Regions from separate parts of the Gossypium arboreum genome. Here region 2 is linked to region 1. The links are chromatin contacts, called in public Hi-C maps. All regions are on one chromosome and are shown on one strand. Each heading gives the region's core, a stretch centred on a gene start, on an enhancer-like site or on the middle of the called end of the contact. The rest is flanking DNA. Distances are from core to core; before and after follow the strand shown.

Region 1 (4,150 bases), core at 1,050-3,549:
TTTTCCTTAACACTCCTACATTAGCAACAATGCCTATGCCAATCGAGCTAAGACTCATTTGACGTTTAAGCTTGTTTATTAAGTGAACCGAATGTAAACAAAGTTTGGTTGGTTTGTTTGTTCATAAACAAACACGTTGATGTTCACTTAAATCTCATTTAATAAATTATTTTAAGTGTATTTAAAACTCATTTACTATTCAGTTATCGTATAATTAATAATATTATTATAGTTTCAAGTGCTTATTCTATTTATATTAAAATTATTAATATTCATATTTAATTATTTTATATCTAAAAGATAATATGTATGTTTATTTATTGTTTGTTAGTTTATTATTCATTAATATCATTTGTAAATGTGTTCAATTATATGTTCATAAACTTTTCAATTAACTTACAGGAAGAAACACAAATTATTATATAAATGACCACAAACATTATTTTAAAACTTTTAACGATCACGAACCAAACATTAAAAAACTTAAAAATAAATAAACAAACATGAAAATAGGCTGGCTGGGGGAAGAGAGGGAGGGAGGGAAGGAGAGGGGGATAATTTTTATTTTAAATAATACTAATATATTTTTATTTAACTTTTTCAAATTTCTAGTCAAATTAATATAAATTATATTTTTAAAGACACGTGCCACTTCTTGATTGGTTGCAAAGATTTTTTTTAACGGATTTAATGAGAAGGGTAACATTAGTTATATACCTGACTTAACCAAAAGAAAAAAGAATCTAATTCAAATAAAGAGTATAGTTTAAGGGCCTCTTATTGGAGGCGGATCAGTTTCGAGGGAATGGATACTCTAAGATAGACAAGAAAAATTGAATTTGATTAATTCAACTTATAAGATTTTGGAACAATTAGAAAATTACAAAAATGAAACCATTTATTTTGAACAACAAAGAGCGATTAATCAAGTCCGACAACGGGTTTTCCAACAAGCTTTACAAGGAGCTCTAGGAACTCTGAATAGTTCTTTAAACAACGAGTTACATTTACGCACCGTCTGTTTTTTCTGTCTTATCGCATCCATTTTCTTTGAATTCTATTTGAATATTGCTCGTGTATAAAATAGAAATTCGTTGATATTTCAATAGATTCTTTTCTTTTCTTTTCTTTTTTTTTTTTGTTATACTCTAGTCAATCAAATCTGTTGAATTATTGTTCAATTAAGCCTTTAATTATTTATAATTAGATTTTTAATATTGAATTTTCTTCTCATCAACATAACTTTTTACGTGCTATAAAAATTGATAATATCATGATAAATAATTGGAGTGCATTTAATATTATTAATATGACGTATTTACTTATTTAAATTTAATTTTAATCACAATTTAAACTTTTTTATTTTAATTTCATACATATGACATATGGTTAATATTAATTTTGAACACTACATTTCATTATTTATTATATGTTATTTTTAAATGTATAATTGTCTTCTAAATACATAATTTTTACAAGCATACCTGTACGATAAATTTTTTATTTATTTTTATATATTTTAAATATAATATGTTTAAAAATTTCGATTAATATTTACTCATAATTAATAGATGGGTATTTGTTCATAATACAAAATAAATTAAATATAAAAAGTATCCTGCGGTTCTCAAGAGTAAAATGGATGTTAGATACGTTCATTACTACTATTTGTTTTAGATTTATATTTTTAATTATTTAAAATATATAAAAATATGAAATGACGAATCTGTTATCATTATAATATTAGAGGTTAAATATAAAATTAGTATTTAAATTTATTCAGTTTTTTAAATTAATACCTGTAATTTTTTTATCTCAAATTAGTATTTGAATTTTGTTCCATCACCTAAATCGATATCTAAGTAGTAATTTGAAAAAAAAAACTATAAATACTAATACGAAAGAAGTGGAAAAAATTAGGTATTAATTTTATATTTAATGTTAAAAGAAAAAGGTGAATAAAGGAATTAAATATAAAAGGGCAGGAAGAGTAGGTGTAAGAGAGAGGGATTAAAAATTGCATGAAAATGATGAAGATACAAGTGGACGCGGTGTGATTGGCGCCGCCCCCACAGGCTACGCACGTACATTCCCATTTCTTACTACAGAATCTTCCAATTAAAAATCGAGTGTCCCACACGTTATCTTACCTTTCTTCCAAATCAATCTCTAAATTCCAGGATTTTGACTCAATAACGGTCCTTCACCATCATCTTTCCTCTATAAATACTCTTTAGTTTTTTTCTTCCCAAAATCATTGCGCCACTTATTCCAGAGATAACTTCACGTCCAAAAACCATGCAAGCTACTACTTCTTGTCTTTCTAAGTCCTCAGCTTCAGCTCCTCCACCACAACATCGCTTCTCCAGCGACCTAATAGGCGGGAGAAAGGGTTTGGGAGGGGCAAAGACGGCAAATGTCAAAGTAATGGCTTCAAAAAGATCATCAGGGCCATCTAGTCACAATTTCGACGGGAAGCTAGTGGATGAGAGCATGATAGTGTTGAGAAAGCGAATTCAGGAGATGCAGAGGGTGGAGAAGAGTTATGAGCCTCCCCAGCATTGGATGGAGTGGGAGAAACAATACAAGAAAGAAAAGTACGACCTCGATGTTTACCAAGCTGTGGGGAGCTTGCAATCCAAGCTCATGGAAACCAGGCCTGCCGTTGCTTTGGGGATGGCTCTTCTTCTTCTCTTTACCTTACCAACTTCAATCGCCGCACTTCTCTTTCATCTTATCCCTAATTCCCTATGATCATATACATCTAAATTTGTTACTTCTAATTCAAAATGTTGCAATCTTCATACTCTTCTTACAGTGGTTCATCTTATTATAATTATTAGAGTTTTAAGATATTGAGCACTCTAGTTAAATTTAGTGAGTTCAAATTTTATTTTATATGTATGGGTTTTGTTGTATTATATTTTAATTATTCATCAATTTAAATTATATATTAGTATGATTTTATTTTATAGTTGTTCATGCATACATGTATAATCATATTTTATAAAAGAACTTTCGTAAAAAGAAAATTTTCCTTATTATTTTAGTCTTTTAATTTTTCAAATTAAATCTTTGTTTTAACGAAAGCGATATTGATATTTAAATTGAATATTAGTAGCAACTTTTGCAACATTATACTATAATTTTTATTTAAATTTTAACGTCTAATTATATTTTGACCAATGTGCGTGGACAAAATATATTAAAATTGGAATCCAAGTAATTTGAGAGTGAGGTTTTATGCATATGTGATAAATTTAAAGCTGTCTGAGGCATCCGAGACCGAGATAAATGAGTAGTTTAATTGATGGCAAAGTTGAAGACGGGATGAGAGATGTGAGTGTGACCGACAAATGATTTGATAGAGTAATTGACCTCAATCCTTGGAACTTGGGCCGGAGTCGGTGATGCTATTTTTTTTATTACTTATCTTGATTTGTGTTTTTTTCTGGGTATTAATTAAATAGTAATTTAGACGGAGTTGTAAGTTTTGTAGCTCAAATCTAGACCTCGTACCAAAAAAAGAAACTACCTATTCAATCGAACCTATAAAATGGGTCAATCACTAATTTTCAACTCCAGAATTTTTATTTATATCAAACAATTTATATATTTAGCCCAAAGCTTAAATACTCAAACATAAAGCCCAAGAATCAAACCCATGTGAAGAAGACCAATGATTCTGACCCAAAAGCCTTGCCTCCCCTATGGAGAATGCTTTGCTTTTTTTTTTCCCAAGCGTTTTGGTTTGGAGCTAGCTTTTCTTATCAAGTAATTTCCAAGACAACTTGGCTAGGAAGGCTTGCTTCATATTAGCAACTCGTCTAAAACTCAAGCTTCCATGTGATTTAGGTGGAGTAAGAGCTTCCCAATTATTTCAATGATTTTTCATCACTATGCTACCACTAGAAGTCTTTAGAAACTTTAATCAATTTGCGCATAAATGTAGTCGGGCGCTTTAAAGCATGACAAATAGTAAATGAAAATACTTGACATCTTAGAATGCAAGTGTGTAAAAGTATAAGGAGGACTTAAAAAAGCCACCCTTAATCTTAGCCCTTAAGGTTCTCCTTATTGAAACCAAGATATTTCTCAATATTGTTAGGCCTATAGCATTGGAGTTTCGAGAAGGGATGAAACCCATGGC
Region 2 (4,150 bases), core at 873-3,372, 55 kb before region 1:
CATTATGAAGTGAAAGGGGAATAAATGAGGGCTTTTTGTGGGTTTTAGGGTGATGTTGCAAACAATTTTGGGGTTCGACCATACTCTTTCTTAATGTTTTTGAATTGTAGGGGCTATATGCATAATAGTTAATTTTGCAAATTTGTGAATCTAATGTTGAAATTGTATTGCAATTGGACTGCATAATTGCTAATTTGAATTTTTTAAGTCCTACTATTATGTAATTTTTTTATTGAAGTGAGTGCAAAAGTCTCATGCACCATTGTTGAATAATAATAATATGATACATCATTATTAAATTAAAAAATATGGAAGACTTGTAAATAAATACTAATAATTTTATTTACACATCAATCATAACTATTATAGATAAATATTAATATTAATAACTCTTGGATATATGATTTTGGGTTTAAGGATTTAGGGATAGGGTTTTGGATTTAAGGTTTAAGGTTTTACTATTTATTTATAATTATTTATTATTTAATTATGTTTAAATAAAATTATTAGTATTTATTTATATGTCCACTATTTTTGTTTTATTTAATAATAGGGTATCATGTTATTATTTACTAATGGTGCATGAGACTCATGCAACCACAATGCATCAAATATTCTCCTTTTTTCTAAGTATAAGTTTGACTGAGATTAAAATGTAGATAAAAAATACAAAGAATTATTAAAATAATAATAATTTTAGTTCTCAATTTTTATATATATTTTTTGTCAATATCACCTTAATTTTATATAAAAATTATAAAAAAATCGAAACTATTTAAAAGCTAGAAAATTCTATATAAAAATTATAAAATAAAATCAAACTGTTTAAAAACTAGAAAATTCTATAGAAAAATTCTAAAAAATATATCGAAAATGTGATGAAGAACTAATAAGTATGGGAAATAAAGAAAATTATCATTCAATAGAATCCAATAATAATTTTAAAAACCAAAAAAGAAGTTATACCATTACATGCTTGCTTAGTGTTTCTTAAAACCAAATTAGTAATATATTCAAGTCAAGTTTCATACCGCTAAAGAACATCCAGAATTGATATTATAGAAACTTGTCAAATTGACTTTGATGCCATTTCACTAGCCAAAAACTAAAAAATATTCACAAAAAAATTTAAGACTCGAATCAAATTTTCAATTCATTTAAATTATTTTCCAAGTCCAAATTGTAAAAATAATTATATTTTGAATTCTTTCTTATAACGAAAGAACTATGTCAAGAAACAAAAGAAGTAAAAATAAGAAAACTAGTAATTTTGCTAAATGTTTTAATTTTTATATGTTCTATTTATTGAATATTTCTATATAGATAATACAAAGAGACAATTCGGAGGGTTTAAAATTTTTCTCTCACTTTATCTATTTTTAAATTTTTTATTTACTTTAATTTTAATTTCAAGAATTTTTAAAATTTTTAAAAATAATTTCAATTTTATCATTTTATATATAATTAAGGTGATATTGATAGAAAGTATAAAATCAACGATCAAAATTTTTATTATACCAACTAAAAAATGTTACTTAATAATCAAGTAATAAAAAAATGTTAAAACTTTAATGATGAAATTATAACTATTTTAATTAAATGACCAAAATAAAAACTTACCTATAATTTAGTAACACCTAAATAAAAAACACCCTATAATCTTAAAACTCTTAAAAGCAACAAATATTGCAGTAAGAACACTCTTATAAATTACCCAGAGTTTCAATACACAACAACCAACCTCAAGAAATAAATAAATAACACAACACATCCTTAAGCATCACAAAATATAACTTTTATTATGGAAACCTTTTAGTAAGAGTTAGATTACATTTTATTTTTATTAAAAATGGACAAATTAATCCCTCATGTATATTAGATTAAAGAATAAATTTTATCTATTTTTATTATTAAAACTAACATAACTAATAAAATAATTAGATAATTACACATAGCATACCACTTATACCTTGCGGTGACATATAAAGATCAGTTTTTCCAATAGAAATTTTATAAATATACATTGAAAAGGTGATTGAATTTATTGATGTGGGGAGTGTAGTTCCTGGAGGCTTGAAGGGAAATTTGGGCCTCCAACTTCAGTTTTACAACCACTTGAGTGACTCTCATTCAATGGATCCATTTTACTCTCACTGAATCCATTCAATCATATGTGTCCATCGTTGTTGTTTAAAGGAATGTCATTTGACTCAGTTTAGGCTTCCCCCTAATTCACTGGATGCTTTTCAACTCAAATCATATTATTTGTATTTTTTAATAATTTAATGTCACGTCAATATTTTTATTTTAAAAAATTAAATCTAAATAAAAATTTAAAATTCAGAATAAAATTATAAATTTTACATCAAATTATTAGAAAAGGATAATATTCTAATTTCATACAATCTTTTCTTTCAACTTGTATGCTACTGTGAATTTACTTTATCATTTGGGGTATAATTATAGTTAATTAATAATGTTATTAATTCAACTTTCATTTTAAAATAAATAATAAAATTACCTTTTAGACAACTAGATTTCCATACGTGTTTATATTTTTATTTCCTAATCATTATTAAAAAGTAAAAATAATTCAAATAATTTTACAATATTTTAAAACATATTCGTAAAATGTTTAAAAGATAGATATATTCTTTTATTCTTCAATTTTATTTAATATTTACATAAATAAATAATTTTATTTTCAATTACAGAAGAAATCTGTCTTATAATAACACCTATTTGTATATTGCATTATCTTTTTGTGTTTTTGTGTTCTTGTAATAGTAATAATCTCATTTTAAATTTAAAATAATATGATATTTCTTATTTATTAAATTATAATAAAAGTGTAATTGAAGATGGATCATTTAAACTTTTATTATGAGTTTGTATAAATGTAGAACAACAATTCTATTTTGAAAATTATGTAAATATCTTAAATATTAAAATAAAAAAAGCATTTTAAGAATTGAGATAAGATTTTGGTTTAATTTGAATGTGTACACTAATAATAGATAAAGTTAATTATGATTTTAATGTATTCCAATTATCAAATTAACTATTAATTTTATCTTTAATATTAAAAAGTTAAAATGTGCCATAAGTCCTTGTACAATTCATAAATTTAAAATTTAGTCCCTTTACTTCTATTTTTATGAATTTAGTTCCTCTACTTTTCAAAGTTCAAAATTTAGGTCCAATTGCTAACATTGCTATTTTTTTTTTGTAAAATTTGTTAGTTTGACATTTTGAAATTAAAAAAAATGCCACATGATAGCAATGTATTTAAAAAATGATGTTGTAATGAACCTAATTTAATAAAATAATTTAACAGAGTTAACAGTTAGACTTGAATTTTGAACTTTGAAATGAGAGGGGCTAAATTCCTTGAAATAAAAGTATAAGGACAAAATTTCATAATTTCAAAGAGTATAGAGACTTATGCCATATTTTAACCTATTAAAATTATTTCAACATTTTATTTTCTAATTTAAAACCAAATAATAGTGTTACTAATTAAAAGAGGAGATTACTCGATCCATTTCCGTATCGTTCATGATCTATATGATAATCGGGGCTTCCATTTCAAATGCATACTCCATTTTTGCGCAACAAGGGTATGGAAATCCATGAGTAATTCAAATCGTATCAAATATAATCAAATTAAATTATCAACTTATTTAATTGGGATGAGATTATCACAATATATTTTCACATGGAAAAACTATTGAAATTATTAAATCATCTAGTTATATTATGATAAAATATAAAACAAATTAAATACAATTTAAAAAGTTCAACTTCCTAATTAAAATAAAATTATATTTAAACAAATCAAAAATCTAACCACCTAAAAAATTCAAATAAAATATTAATAATATTACAGGTATATTTAAATTTTTATTTTAATCTTCTACTTCAATCTATCTTCATCGTCAACATCTTTTATCTTAATCTTCGATTAACATTGGACTTCTTATATAATTAATTACTTTAGAGTTGCAAAAGACCTAAAAATTATAAAATATAATAATAAATAATAATTTATTGTTGTAAATTAAAAAATGCATAAAGTAAAATTAAAATTAATTGAAAGTTTCACATTTAAAAAAAACAATAAGGAAATAGAGGAGTAGCGAGGGGTTGG

The links. A called contact is a pair of places that touch in the nucleus more often than the background predicts.
Region 2: a contact with region 1 is called in a Hi-C map of leaf, with 3 times the contacts expected there. The contact joins the enhancer-like site here to the promoter of LOC108466766 in region 1. A contact is called at or near these places in 3 of 5 Hi-C or Micro-C datasets (all in leaf).

Annotation. Positions count from the first base shown.
Region 1 is chr2:68,154,371-68,158,520 of ASM2569848v2, reverse strand. LOC108466766 reads left to right here and starts at 2,299. Exons shown (of 1, transcript XM_017767135.2): 1 at 2,299-2,754. The coding sequence starts at 2,299. The coding sequence ends at 2,754.
Region 2 is chr2:68,209,658-68,213,807 of ASM2569848v2, reverse strand. No RefSeq gene overlaps it. Among protein-coding and RNA genes, the nearest start is that of LOC108467144, 10 kb to the left of the region's middle. Within about 2 kb of position 2,122, at least 1 of the 2 cell types and tissues checked has an H3K27ac peak or open chromatin away from gene starts, as enhancers often do. A contact at or near this core is called in leaf, where this site is marked.